2 separate regions of the Mus musculus genome follow, and region 2 is linked to region 1. The links are chromatin contacts, called in public HiChIP or PLAC-seq maps. All regions are on one chromosome and are shown on one strand. The core of a region is the stretch at or near the end of the contact, and the rest is flanking DNA. Distances in the headings are between cores, read along the strand shown. Region 1 overlaps Gm33028 (a long non-coding RNA gene). Region 2 overlaps Bcas3 (breast carcinoma amplified sequence 3).

Region 1 (7,415 bases), core at 2,389-4,888:
TAGCATCTATGAGGCCCTGCATGGTTGTATACTCCTGCAGGTGCATGGGAGATGGAGGCAGAAGGCTCAGAAGTTCAAGGTTTTTCTTGGGCACATAGTGAGTTTGAGGTCAGCCTGGATTACTTGAGACTTTTTGTTTAGCTCAAAGCTGGCCAGTGGTGGCACAAGCCTTTGATTCCAGCACTCAAGAGGCAGAGACAGGCAGATCTCTGTGAGTTTGAGGCTAGCCTGGTCTACAGACTTCCAGAACAAAGGTCTGGTCTATTGCTATGTATTATAAAGCTAATTAAAAAAAAAAAAAAAGATGTATTCAGCAGGGTGTGGTGGCATACACCTTTAATCCCAGCACTCGGGAGGCAGAAGCAGGTGGATTTCTGAGTTCGAGGCCAGCCTGGTTTACAAAGTTGAGTTCCAGGACAGCCAGGGATATACAGAGAAACTCTGTCTCAAAAAAAAAAAAAAAGATGTACTCACTTATTTTATACATATCTTGTTCTCTTCAGACACACTAGAAGAGGGTATCTGATCCCATTCCAGATGGTTGTGAGCCACCATGTGGTTGCTGGGAATTGAACTCAGGACGTCTGGAAGAGCAGCCAGTGCTCTTAACCACTGAGCCATCTCTCCAGCCCATTAAACTCTGTACCCTAAGGTCTAGGCATACATTGACTTCTGTTCACAAGCTTTTGTTATCAAACCTTGTTCCTTGATTTAAAACTATTCGGTTAAATAAAATTGGCTACAGCCAATTACTAGAGGAATTAGAGGTAGGTGGGTTTGGAGTGTCCTGGTTGGGGAGGAGAGATGGGGGCGTAGGGGATGGAGAGGAGAGGAGAGGAGGAGAAGCAGCCATGGGTTAGATGAGTTCATGAAAACCTGGCCCTGAGGGCCGGCCAATTAGAGTTAAGAGCAGCCCAGATGAAACATAGTAAGTAGTAACTCAGGGTTATCGATAAGAAAGTAGATTCTAATAGCATAGAGGGTAGATAGCTGCCCAGTTCTTGTGCTGTTTAAGGCTTATTGTAAATAATAAAAGTTGTGTGTTTTTTATCCAGGAGCTGAATGATCAAAGTCAGGGTAGAAACACCAGATTGAGATTAAAACTTTCTGCCGGGCGTGGTGGCTCACGCCTTTAATCCCAGCACTTGGGAGGCAGAGGCAGGTGGATTTTTGAGTTCGAGGCCACCCTGGTCTACAAAGTGAGTTCCAGGACAGCCAGGGCTATACAGAGAAACCCTGTCTCGAAAAACCAAAAAGAAACCCCCCCCCAAAAAAAAAACCAAAAAAACTTTCTTTTTTTTTTTTAAAGATTTATTTATTTATTATATGTAAGTACATTGTAGCTGTCTTCAGACACTCCAGAAGAGGGAGTCAGATCTCTTTACGGATGGTTGTGAGCCACCATGTGGTTGCTGGGATTTGAACTCTGGACCTTCGGAAGAGCAGTCGGGTGCTCTAACCCACTGAGCCATCTCACCAGCCCCCAAAAAAACTTTCTACAACACACAAAGAAAACCTGTCTTGAAAGAAACAAACAAGCAAAAACAAACACTAAAATAAAAAAGCTAAACAAAAATGAAGTGTGATTGAACCCAGGAAACCACCAGCTGAGGGCTCCCCTGCAGGGCTTACTCCCCCATACATCTCTGAGACTGTCCATGAAGAAGGCAGCTACTGTCTTTTAAACTCCACTGCTCTCAAAATATGTGACACCAGCTGGGCAGTGGTGGCACACTCCTTTAATCCCAGCCCTTCTCAAAATATGTGACACCAGCTGGGCAGTGGTGGCGCACACCTTTAATCCCAGCCGTTGGGAGGCAGAGGCAGGCAGGTTTCTGAGTTCAAGGCCAGCCTGGTCTACAGAGTGAGTTCCAGGACAGCCAGGGCTACACAGTGAAACCCTGTCTCAAAACAAACAAACAACAAAAACATGTGACACCTTTGGTGATCACTTCAACAATCGCTTAACAACCTACAGCTCCCTTAGCAACCTCTTGCCCTCTGCTTCCTGTACCTCACAGTACAAGCCTTGGCTCTGGGTTCTGGGCTGTATGCCTCTTCCTGGCAAGAGAACACACACTCTGAGCAGCAAGTGGGAATTAGGACTAGGTTCTCCCAAGAAGGAAATATCTGCCATTGTTGGTGGGAAATGTAGGTCCCACAGGACTGAGCCCCTCTCCAATATATCCTACTAGCCCCAGGAAGCTTGGCCTGCCCTGTCCCACTTTCTAGAGATAACAGGGTCTCTCACCTTGCCTCCTCCAGGCTGAAGTCCACACCTTCTGGGTGTGATTTGTCCCTGACAATTTCCTCACGTTGCATAAACACGCTTTGGAAGAAGTCCACAAGCCTGTGTCCAGTGCCTGGTTCTGGACAAGTCCCAACTAACAAGTCCCAACCCTGTACCCGTTCCCAAGAGTCAGAAGGAAACACTAAAGACATAAATTGCCAGCCACTAACCCCAAGTATACCCTGTTTTCAACTACTGAGTCTAAGGGTCTCAGGGACACACTGTGTGGTGTCTCTGCAGGCTTCTTGGTTGTCTGTCACGCTCCTTAGGAAGTAGGAACCATTGATCCTGGAGAGACAGACAGTTTTGGAAAACAAGGAGCAGATTCAGAGTACTGGATTCCAGTCCTGCTCCTAGCTGCGCTGGCTGTCTAGCTTGGAGCTGTTGGCCACCCACTCTGTGATCCCACGGGAACTGTGGGCCCACATCTCCCAGCTGTTGTGATTCTCAGAGGAGACTTCTGTGCAGAAGGAGGGTTGTCATCTTAACCCTGCAGAGGACCTTCCACAGGGCTCCCAGGGAACGGGGCCAGCTAGCTCAAACAGCCCTCAGAGTTCCGTAGTTCCCTCCAGGTGCTTCCTTGACTTTTTAACCTGGAGCCAAAGATTAGAGTGAGCTTGTTTGTAGGCCTGGATTTGCAAGAGCCTGAGGATCCACAAAGTCTACGCTGTAATTCCAAGAGAATCAACAAACTGCTGCGGGGAACTAGGGCTCTGCTCGCAGCTCCCCCTCCCCTCCCGTCCCCCACCCCCACCCCGGGGAACTTTGGCCCTCTCCCCACTTCTTGCACTCTTTATTCATGATACTCTGAGTACACACAGCTCCAGGACCTCGTCAACCTCTGGTGTTGAAGCCTGCAGGATAACTCTGCGGGGAGGAGACGATCTCTCCGCAGGGATAAACCTGGGTGAAGATCCGGATGAAAAGGGCGGAAGGAGGCGCAGGAGGCCGGCAGCTATCGCCGCAGAAGGCTTCTCAAGTCTCCCCAGGAGTGCTGTCCACCCTGTGGTGCTGAAACGCCTCGCCCCTCTGCTCAGCTCCCCACGTGGAGTTCAGAACGCATCCTTACAAGTCTCTAAGCCATTGGTTTGAACTGGAATCGGAAGACAAGGAAGCTTGCCTGAGGAAGGCCAGCCACAGTGCACAACTTGCATGGGACCCAGGCAGCTCCTGAGCATAGGGTTCTGTCCCAGAGCTGCTCTGCTCATTATGGATGTGATTCTTGCCTCTCCCACCTACCTTATGAATTGAAGTAGAGGAAAAGTACCTGGTTTCCAGACAGACGCCGCCACTCCAAGCTGAGCAGACACAGCTATCTGCCAGGCAGGTGTTAAAAGACCTGGGACTCCCTCCTGATGTGTTTATAAAAAGATAAAGAGAGAGGAGATGTGTTCTATGGATGTGTGGGTGAGTGTGGGGGAAGGGGTTGTCTCAGTGGGCCCATGCCAAGGTATCACTTCCCCCTGAGGGACCAGCCACACAACAGTATATAGTATAGAATAGAGTTTATTTAGGGCAAGGGGAGGGGAGTCATGAGGGTAGCAGTGGCAGAAAAAGGTAGAGAGAGGTAGAGAAGTAGAGGCGGGCCATGAACACGTGGAGAGAGGGGGAAGGGAATAGGGACAGGAGGGGGAAGGGAATTGCCCAAAAGGGCAAGAGAGAAACAAGAGAGGGAGGAGGGGGCAAGCAGCCCCCTTTATAGTGGGTCAGGCCTAACTGGCTGTTGCCAGGTAACGTGGGGTGGAGCTTAGACAGAGTGCTAACATCTCCCTCTCCCAACCCCCACCCCCACTCCGACCCCAGTCTCTCCTTCCTTCCCTTTTCCCTTCTCTCTTTCTTGGGGAAGGGTTAAAACAAGGTCTTGCTCTGTAGTTTTGACTATTCTGGAATTCACTACATAGTCCAGGCTTTCCTCAAATCCACAGAACAAACCTCCGCCTGAGTCTCCAAAGTGCCGGAATTAGAGGAATGAGCCGCCACGTCAGGCTTCTCCTATCTTTCACGAACAGCCTCTGTCCACCTTAAGTAACCCCCTCTGAGTGAGGAATGAGGTTTAGAATTCCAAGGAAAGGTCTTAGGGCTGGTTTTTGCCCTGAAGGTGGGGGGTGGGGTGGGGGAGATAACAAAACTATCGCTCCAACCTGGTTCCTGGTGCATTCCTTCACCACCCCCCAGGCCCCTTCCTGGCTCCCACCAGGGGCCTCCTCTGCCTCTTATCCCCTGCAGCCCTAGGCATCCTGCTATATCAGATCCAGATTACTGCAAGCCAAAGTCTGGCAGGCGACATCCTCCGCATTCCAGGGCCCAACCCGCAGCAAGCACTGACAAGACTTTGTTGAGCAAGCACTCAACAGAGGTTGGTGACCACTCTGGCTTGCAGCAGGTGACAGTGTGATGGAAGTCACAAGCACAGAGTCAGACTTTGAGAGCTAGATTTGGCCGACCTGGAGCCACTAGATGTGGTGGATAGGGAGCAAGCATTTCCGGAGACCAAGCAGGTGTGCCGATGTAGGGGGCTGCCGTTCCCATTTGCCCGGATGCCCTTTGATAACCCTGGGGAGGTCAAGATGCCGCCAGGAGGCAAACACGATCAATCTGCCCTTGTCCCTTGCCCCACTCAATGATAACTCAGTGAATATGTAGAGACTGTTGTCTCCAAACATTTCAAGAAGGGAAACAGCAAAACTTTAAACATGTGCAGATTCCATCTATGTGCAGCCTTCTGCCTGTACACAGGCCTACCAATGAAACCAGCCCATTCCCACCCATCCCATGTAGGTGTCATTAAACTTTAACTACACTTCTGAGAACTAACTTCCCAGTCACTTGTTATGAAAGAGTTTTCTCTTCCTCAGTGGCCATAATAAGGAAGGAGGCAAGGTCAGCCCATCCAACCAGCTTGCACGTTCTCATGCAGGACCAGCTCCAACAAACAGGTGAACTCCTTAGCTGCCTGCCTGACCCTTGGCTCCTTCTGCAGCTGTAATGAATGCCTTCATCTCTTCCCAGTGCCCCAGGCGGCCAGGACCACACCTGGAGAAGGAAATAACTAGGCAATGCGTGGTCTTCAGGAAACTTGCTGCCTCAGTCACAGCTGCATGCCTCAGTTTCCCCTCCAGTATTAGAGAAAGAGAAGAGTTCAGAATAAGGTAGTTCATAGTAGTAGTAATTGGGATCTCTCTCTCTTTTAAAGAGTGTGTGTGTGTGTGTGTGTATGTACGTAAGTAAGTAAGTTTGGATACACAAAGAGACCAGAAGAGGGCATCAGATCCTCCCCTGGGGCTGGAGTCACATATGAACTGCCTAATATGGGTGCTGGAAACTGAACTCAAGACCTATGCATGCAAGAGCAAGTGTTTACTGCTGAGCCATCTCTCCAGCCCCTGGAACAGCTCTTGAAAGAGGTAAAGTTCAGGGTACCTGTTATGGGGTGAGTCTAAAGAACTGTTTTCCACCTTTCCAAGTGCTATTTCATTGTAATTACGTGATGTTCTTCCCCCGACCTAGAAAAGAAACGAGGGCCCTGCAAGGTGCTACACCTTTTATCCCTGCTATTGGGAGCTTGCAGCAGGAATGTCTCCACTTGGCCAGCCTGGCAACCTATTGAGAGTTGGAAAAGAGGGCAGGTGTGTGGCTCAGTGTAGAGTGCTTGCCTAGAAGAGCAAGATTTAAACCCTGGATTTAAATGGCACCAAGGAAGGAAGAGGAGAGGGACAGAGGGAAGGAGAAGGAAGAGGACAGACAAACCAAGGGGGAACCAACTGTTATTTGGTGTACCTTCTGAACTATGAAAGGCCTTGGGCTGTCGGAAGGTCAGGGGCAGCAGAAGGCACCCACGTGCCGATGCACTCAGAGGAGGTACCTGCAAGGACATCCTCCAGTTACTCCCAAATTCCAACCACAAAAGCCTCAGCACACTCCGCATCACACACAGGCACTTCCTACTTCACAGGCACTGGGAGATGAGATGGGTTGGACTTTAGGCTCAGACTCTCCTCCAGCTGGCCTCCGAGGAGGTCACCTTCTAAAGAGTTCCCTGAACTGTCTCACCTCTCACTGCGCTCATGAACGCAGGCCCTCTGTTCAGTGAGAAGCTGGGAGTCTGGAACTCTGTACACACTGTGGCCTCACCTTCCCACCTTCCCGTGGCACAGAGACTTGCTGATGATTTTACAGCGGAAAGTGAGCTGAGGGCACACTTGGCTGCCCCATGAAAGCTCTCCTGCAATGCCAACTCCGTTTACATGCAATTGTGAAGGCTGAAAAGCGGAACGGGATGGCTCTGCCAACAGCATCTGCCTGTGAATAGAAGACTGAAGGGGACATTGAAGAATAAGCATGAATGAGTCTTTCTAAATGAAAAGATTTGCATATACATATTATAAAATGGTACCAACTGGGAAATAAGGCTTCTGGTGGCTTCTCCCTTCCAAATAGTCTACAACGAGCAGATATTTGAATGATTTGAGAATATTTCACACAAGCACACAGATGCCCCTGCAAGGACCTTCTTTGTTCCTTTCCTTGTTTCTTTGTTTCTTTCTTTTTTATGACAGGGTCTCACTATGTAGCTCTGGCTGTCCTGGAAATGTAAACACCAAACTGGCCTTAAACTCTCAGAGATCCGCCTCCAGAGTGTTGGGATTAAAAGCCTGCCTGTGTCAGGGCCACCTGACTCTTCTTATTTATTTTGAGGTAGGGCGTCACGTAGCCCAGGTTAACCTCAAACTCATTATATAACCGAAGATAGCCCTGAACTTCCAATCTTCTTGCTTCCATCTTTCAGCACAGGGATATACCATCACCCTCCCACCCCCCACCCCTACGATGTAACCCCGGCATATGTGGTGCTAGGGACCAATTCCAGAGCCTGTGTAAGCCAACAGAGCTACAGTTACAGCCCATGGTGGTGGTGGTGTTTTTCCTAAGACAGGGTTTCTCTGTGTAGCTCTGGCTGCCCTGGAACTCACTCTGGAGACCAGGCTGGCCTTGAACTCAGATTCCCGAGTGATTGCTGAGATTAAAGATATGGGCCACCATGCCCAGCCAATTATCTGTTTTCTTAAATTTCCTTCTTCCTACCCAGGCTGCCTGTATGGCTCAGCCTCCCCAACACGCACCCCCT
Region 2 (7,415 bases), core at 1,746-4,245, 420 kb after region 1:
GAGTCAAGCCCAGGGCTTCCTGGAAGATAGATAAGCACCTACTGAGCTACATCTCCAGCCCTCCTGAGCGTTGTAAATGGGAATGTGCTTTTTGTGGAGAGATGAGTTCTTTTGTACACTGATGGTTATTGATACCACTCTATCCATGAATGCTTATCCTCCTGATTCTAGCAGTCTTACAAGAATTAACTGCTTCTTTGGGTGTGAAAGCCAGGTAGCTGACTAAAAAAGCCATATTCTTGAGAAGTGTAGGTGTTGGGTAGAGTTTGGTTACTCTGTAAGCCTTATTGATGAGAAGAGATGGTAATGGATGGCTTATTATGATCAGTGTATTTAGGCATCTGTGATTCTGTGGAGGTTAAGAACTTGCCTTTGATATTATTCCTGGACAGGCATTCTTGGAGTAATGACATTCCACACTGTGCTGGTCAGCAGCAGGGAGGGACAGAGAGGGATAGAATTAGTTGCGTTGGTGTCATCTTTTGCTTTGAACTTCTGTGGTTTTAGAGTTGTACTGTATTTTAATGAAAACATTTCTGTTTAATTTGCAGGCTTACAGTGGGTCTCCCCTAACAGAAGAAAAGGAGAAGATAGTCTGGGTCAGATTTGAGAATGCAGATCTGAACGGTATGACTAACTTTTCTGGGATGTGTATATTAAATGCTCTTTTGGGGCTGACCTGATTTTAGAAAGGGAACCCCAAGTTCAGTCAGGCTATTTTGCTTATACTAAATAAATTCATCTTTGGCTGGGAATAGTAGCACATGCTTATCATCTCAGGGCTCACAGGCGGAGGTAGGAGGATCCCTAGTTGGAGGTGAGTCTGGGGCATAGTAAGACCCGTCTGGAAACCAGCCGTGCTGTTGTGTATAACCATTGCAGTCGGTGGTCATCAGTCTTAGAGCATTTTCATCTGGGGAATAAACTAGATTTCTTTCTCTCTCTCTCTCTCTCTTTTTTTCCGAGACAGTGGAACTCAATTTGTAGACCAGGCTGGCCTCGAACTCAGAAATCCGCCTGCCTCTGCCTCCCGAGTGCTGGGATTAAAGGCATGCACCACCACACCCGGCCCAAACTAGATTTCTTAAAGTGTGTTCTGGATCCTCATGCCCAGTCCTTCTAACCACCATCCTATTTTCTTCTTTAAAGAAAGTTATTTTGTGTGGATGTGTGCTTTCCTTCATGTGTGTCTGTGCACCATGGAGGCTAGAAGAGGGAGTGTGATCCCCTCTAAGTAGAGTGACAGATGTTGTCAGCCACCAAGTGAATGCTGGAAATAAGACCTCAGTTCCCTGAAAGAGCAGCCTGTCCTATTAGACCCTGAGCCATCTCTCCAGCCCTTCTACTTTCGTTATGACTGACTTATGTAGGCATCTCATAGAAATGGTTTCATGTTCGCTGTTTACCCACAATGGAGCATATGTCAGAATGTCCTTGCTTCTTTTTAAAGGTTGACTAATATCCCACTGTGTGCATGCCACCATCCACTTACTATAGTAAACTGGGATTGCTCAGGATAATATTAGACTCCTGACCTCAAACAAACAAGTCTTTTTCCCCGGCCTCCTCAGAAACCTGAGTTATGTGCCGTTTTTTTAAAAACTGTTGGTCAGTGAACCAAGAGCAGTGTGCATGCTGTGTAGTGGACCATACTGAGCTGTGTGTGCTGTGTAGTGGACCACACTGAGCTGTGCCCTAGAATTCCTTTTACTTCTTCATTTTTTGAGGCAGGGTGTCATATGGATCAGCCTGGGTTTGGCCTCCTGCTCTTCATGCCTCTATTTCCCAAGTACTGAATTTGCTGGTTGGCTTGGGACTCAGTATGTAGTGCGTTCTGGCCAGTAAGTCACAGAGTTTCACCTAACTGTACTTCTCTGTACAGGAAGTAAACATGTGTTCCAAGTGGACAAACTGTTTTTGAGACAGGTGTGGTCCAGACAGACTATCCTGAAACTTGAGTAAAGTAGTTGATGACCTTGAACTTTTGATTCTTCTGCCCCCTTTTTGGGGTGCAAGGAATGGATGTTAGACGTCTGTGTGCCAGCCAAGCATTTAACAACTGAGGTACATCTTCAGCACTGGACTGATTTTTCATTTTGAGGAAAGGACTCACTAAATTGACCATTGGCCATAACTCACATTGTAGTCCGGGCTGGCCTTTAACCTGCTACAGTCATCCATCCTCAGTCCCCCGAGCAGCTAGTGGGATATGCTTGTTCACAAGGCTCCCTCCAGCTTGTAATTATGTGAATAGCCATTGGTGTCTGTGTCAAGACTGTTTCTGTCTGGCTTATAACTAGAAGGGAAATTGCTGGAATCCATGTGGTAATTCCAATGTTAATTCTTAAAGGAACCACTATGCTATAGTGCCTTTCCAGTATAATAGGTTCCTAATGGCAATGCACAAGGGTATTTTCTTGACATTGGTGATTGAATCTCCAGGTCATTAAGTAAGAGAGGCACAGTCTGGTGTGTAACTGCCCTGCACTGCTAGCTCCTCAGATTTCAGTACATTCTGCATGTACCATTTTATTTATTTATTTTAAATGACTTATTTATTTTATATACATTGCTATTCTTGTATGTGTGTATGAGGATGTCAGATCCCCTGGAACTGGTGTTACACACAGTTGGGAGCTGTCATGTGGGTGCTGGGAATTGAACCTGGGTCCTTTGGAAAAGCAGCCAGTACCCCCTCACATGTGTTGTTTTATAATGAAGCCATCTTACAGGGTTTGAGCTGTAGTTTTGATTTGTTTCCTTTGTGAACAATACCGAGTGCATACTGCTTACTTGTATGCAGAGCACCTTCTCTTAGTGTGGCATTGCTCTCCAAGGTTTCAGCTACCAATGTCTAAAGGTATTCAGTAGCATATTCCTGAAACAAAAAGTGTAGCCTTTACAATTGTGTGCTGGTCTGAGTAGGCTGATGGAATCTTGTGCCGTCCTGCCCCAGCCTTTTCTCTTCTGCCTGAGCTGTGAGTCACCCTTTGTCTCCATATCCACGCTGCTTGCCTCAGCCTGTTAGTCACACAGTAGCTTCCTGGTGCTCTGATCCCTGTGGAGCACTGCAGGGCTGGAGTTCAAGTAACCTTGGGGTCTGTAGAGGGAGGGTAGTGTGCTGCTGCTCTCAGCTGCCAAGCAGGGCCTTTAATCCCAGAGGGAGGCAGAGGCAGGGGAATTTCTGAGTTCGAGGCCAGCCTGGTCTACAGAGTGAGTTCCAGGACAGCCAGAGATACACAGAGAAACCCTGTCTCGAAAAACAAAAAATAACAAACAAACAAAACAAAGAATGAAATTCTTAAAATTCCCATGAAATTCTGCTGAATTGTTCTAAATTTGCCCTAACACCTCAAGCTGCATAGTTGTGACACGGTGACATGCTCTCACAGACATTCAGTCACCGGTTTGGTGCTGAGCTTGGCTACATCAAAGGAGATGTCTAATGGATGTCTTTAGAGAAATGTCTGTGCAGGCCCTGTGTGAGGATTTTGGATTGCCCTCCTTTTCACTTTTTACAAAAGGTTTTCTTTAGATTTATGTGTATGAGTGTTGCCTGAATCTCTGTTCCTACAGCACTAATGGGCAAGGCCAAGTGGCCAGAAGAGGGCATCGGATCCACTGGGGCTGGAGTTACAAAAGGTTGTGAGCTGCCATGTGGGGGCTGACATGTGGGCAGTCATTGCCCCTAGCAGCTGAATCAGCAAGCTCGGCAGGTCCTCTGGAATGGAGTTACAGCCCTGAGTTGAGTGGCTTTTTTTTTTTTTTTTTTTTTTTTTTTCCAGACAGGGTTTCTCTGTGTAGCCCTGGCTGTTCTGGAACTCACTTTGTAGACCAGGCAGGCTTCGAACTCAGAAATCCTCCTGCCTCTGCCTCCCAAGTGCTGGGATTAAATGCGTGAGCCACCACTGCCTGGCCTGATCTGAGTTTTTGGAAGGACATTGTGGTTTTAATTTCTCTTTGTCATGCTGGTCTACTGTATTTTTTCCTTGTAGTTTTGTCTTGTTTTTATTTTATTAATATTTATAAGAGATACAATTAAAGGTTTCAGTAGGATTTATTTCTCCATTCATAAAGTAAAAAATGTTCAGGTGGCCAGAACAGAGACTAGAAAGGTGGGAAGACATCACAAGTGAATTACTCCTGTATGTAACTCTCTGAAGTGTGGAGGTCAGAGAACAACTTCCACCATGTTGGTCAAACCCAGGTCTTTAGGCTTGGCAGCTAGTGCCCTTCTCCTACCTAGCCGCCTCACTGGCCCCTCCCCTCAATGGGGACAGATCCAAAATAACATACTTGGACCTGGGAACTGAATACAGACCCTGAGGTGGCTTTGTATCAGCTACCAGTTCACCACATCCTTAGCCCACAGAGTGGTGGCACTCCAGGATTGCCTTCCTGGGCTTAGCTTGCATTTCGGTGTTTAATAAGGAGTCAATGAAAGGAAGAATTTGGCTGTTATCTCCTTCAACTTGGCTTTTAGCTTGATTGTTAGCAGTTAGAGCAGAGCGTCCATCCATTGTTAGCCAGCACAGGCAACTGGGGTTGGTCATTGTCATCAGTGAGGCTTCTCTTGGTTAGCTAATTCTAGGCAGGTCATTCCTTCCCTAAGGGCTCCAGGAGAAGGGAGTGAGCAGCTGGACAAGTTCTTCCCTCTCTGCTTCCTGCCAAGGTCAGATGTGAGCAGCTGCTTGATCTCCTGCCTCCATCCACTATTCCTTGAACTGGGAACTATAGCCCCTTTCTCCTGTTGTCATAGAATTTATCAGACCAACAGGAAAGTAACATGAGACAAAGGATGTTTTTCAGCTACACAGCAAGTTTCAGGCCAGCCTGAGTTAGACTTTGTCTCAAAAGAACAGGAAAACAAACAAAATTTAGTGTTTTTGAAAAGTACATTGTTAACCCAGAGTAGTGGTCCACGCCTTTAATCCCAGCATTGCAGGGAAGCAGAAGGGTCTGTGAGTTCCAGGCCAGCCTGCTTTACATAGGGGCCTCCAGAACACCCAGGGCTACAGGAGAAACACCCCTCTCTCCAACTAAAAACCAAAACCCAAAACATTCTGTTGCTACCTGAATGTTCAGAAGTCTTTCATTACTATTGTCTTTTGCCTGGCTTCTTTGCCTAGTGTGTCTGTGTGAGTCCTCTGTACAGTGTAGTCTGTAGAAATTCATTACTTTTCTTTGATGGAATTCCATTTTATCTATGTATCATGGTCCAACTATTATTCCTTTGGTGAATGTTGGTATTGTTTTCATCTTTTGGCTGTTTACAAATAATGCTACTATGAATCAACCTGTGCACCTTATCCCAAAGCTAGCCTATGCAATTTGGGTATCTTTCTCACACCCAAAAAGGAAAAAGCACGTTGGGGTTACAGTTGAGCATTTGCACGTTTGCCTAGCACATGTGAGGGTTCAATCTCCAGTGCTACAAAATGTAGAACCAAACCAAGAGTCATGGTGTAGCTAGTGTGGCTTAGAATTTGCTATGTAGTCCAGGTTGGCTCTGGTGATCTTCCTGCTTCAGCCTCCTTACCTGCTTGACTTGTAGGCCAGAGATGTCATTTTGGCCTCTGAACTTTTTAAAAAATTAAAGAAAAGTGTTTTTTTTTTTTAAAGATTTATTTATTATTGTATGTAAGCACACTGTAGCTGTCTTCAGACACACCAGAAGAGGGAGTCAGATCTTGTTACGGATGGTTGTGAGCCACCATGTGGTTGCTGGGACTTGAACTCTGGACCTTCGGAAGAGCAGTCAGGTGCTCTTACCTGCTGAGCCATCTCACCAGCCCTAAAGAAAAGTGTTATGTGTAGCTTTGTCAGTGCATGTGCATTGCCCCAGACCTCAGAGGCTTTGGATGCTCTGCGGGTGCAGTTACTGGCTGACTGATGTCGGTGCTGGGACCCCAACTCTGGAAGAGCAGCATGTGCTCTTAACCACTGTGCCGTGCTTTCTATTCTCTTAACCCAAGCTAAACATTAATAGGGCTAAAAAGTAGTTTTCTTGGTTCATGCTGTCTTTTTATTTTGTTTCTTTGTTAATCCTAATGCAGACACATCACGGAATCTAGAATTTCATGAACTGCATAGCACTGGAAATGAGCCTCCTCTGCTGGTTATGATCGGCTACAGTGACGGAATGCAGGTCTGGGGCATCCCTGTGAGTATACAGAAGGGGCAACCTGACTGCCCAGCATACGCTCTGCAGATGTGTTTATACACTACTACTATGACTACTATTGTTATTATTATTGTTATGTTTTTTGAGACAGGGTTTCTCTTTGTAGCCCTGGCTGTCCTGGAACTCCCTATGTAGACCAGGCTGGCCTTAAACTCACAGAGACCCGCCTGTTTCTGCCTCCTCAGTGCTGGGGTTAGTAATCTTTACACATTATTAAGGCCTTATTGAGAGTTAGGTAGAATGAGAGGCAAGTAGCAGCAGTTGTGGGATTCATGGTACATGCAGGCCTCAGTTTTATTCAATGTGATCCTGTTCAATGGGGTTGTTTCTCTGTTTTCTAATTTATAGGGGAGTAAACCGAGATTTGGGAGAAAAGTTGTTTTTTTGTTTTTTTTGTTTTTTTGAGACAGCATTTCTCTTTGTAGCCTTGGCTATCCTGGACTCTGTAAGGCAGGCTATATTCAAACTCACAGAGATTCAATTGCCTTTGCCTCTGAGTGCTGGGATTAAAGGCATGTGCAACCATAGCAAATGTTAACAATATATCAATTGTTTTGTGTATGTTAAAGAATCTACTGGGACCAATAAGATGGCTCAGCAGGTAAAGTTGTTGTTAAGCCTCACAACTTTTTGTTTTGTTTTGTTTTGTTTTGTTTTGTTTTGTTTTTTGAGTCAGGCTTTCTCTGTGTAGCCCTGGCTGTCCTGGAACTCACTCTGTAGACCTGGCTGGCCTCGAACTCAGAAATCCACCTGCCTCTACCTCCTAAGTACTGGGATTAAAGGCGTGCACCACCACTGCCTGGCAAGCCTCGAAACTTGAGTGCAGCCCCTGCCCTAATCCCTACAGAAGAGTTAGTTAACTCCTGAGAGTTGTCCTCTGACAATTTTACAATGTGACGTGCACATGCTAGCACACATGCACGCCTGCCTTCAAGCATAGACAAATAAAAATAATGAAGACAGTTTAAAAGAAAGAGCCCCACATAGTGTTCTATGCCTTTAATCCCAGGCAGAGTCAAGAGGATCTCTTTGGGTTCAAGGCAAGCCTGGGCTACATATTTCCTGGACAGCTAGGGCTACACAGAGAAACCCTGTCTCAAAAGAAATATAAATAAATGATTAAGGAAATACCACCCCTCAAAGTAGAAACCTGATTCCTGGAGGTAGGAGGAGCAGAGGTCAGCAGCAAATGGCAGCACAGCAGTCTTACTCTGTTACCACTTGAATTTTT

Evidence for each region. HiChIP or PLAC-seq counts read pairs in DNA pulled down with a chosen protein or histone mark.
Region 2: a contact with region 1 is called in an H3K27ac HiChIP or PLAC-seq map of extraembryonic endoderm stem cells, with 2.3 times the contacts expected there. The contact joins two enhancer-like sites. A contact is called at or near these places in 1 of 115 datasets of contacts at active chromatin or transcription factors (extraembryonic endoderm stem cells) and 1 of 9 other capture datasets (embryonic stem cells).

Annotation. Positions count from the first base shown.
Region 1 is chr11:84,940,838-84,948,252 of GRCm38.p6, forward strand. It overlaps Gm33028 (a long non-coding RNA gene), which reads left to right. Exons shown (of 3, transcript XR_388934.3): 3 at 2,266-3,018. Gm32917 (a long non-coding RNA gene) reads right to left here. Exons shown (of 5, transcript XR_003949581.1): 2 at 6,422-6,603; 3 at 4,223-6,152; 4 at 3,558-3,642; 5 at 3,054-3,383. Among named protein-coding and RNA genes, the nearest start is that of Gm33028, 4.8 kb to the left of the region's middle. Within about 2 kb of position 3,639, at least 47 of the 459 cell types and tissues checked have an H3K27ac peak or open chromatin away from gene starts, as enhancers often do. A contact at or near this core is called in extraembryonic endoderm stem cells, where this site is marked.
Region 2 is chr11:85,365,001-85,372,415 of GRCm38.p6, forward strand. It overlaps Bcas3 (breast carcinoma amplified sequence 3), which reads left to right. Exons shown (of 24, transcript NM_001166643.1): 4 at 552-627; 5 at 6,057-6,163. Among named protein-coding and RNA genes, the nearest start is that of Bcas3, 16 kb to the left of the region's middle. Within about 2 kb of position 2,996, at least 77 of the 459 cell types and tissues checked have an H3K27ac peak or open chromatin away from gene starts, as enhancers often do. A contact at or near this core is called in extraembryonic endoderm stem cells, where this site is marked.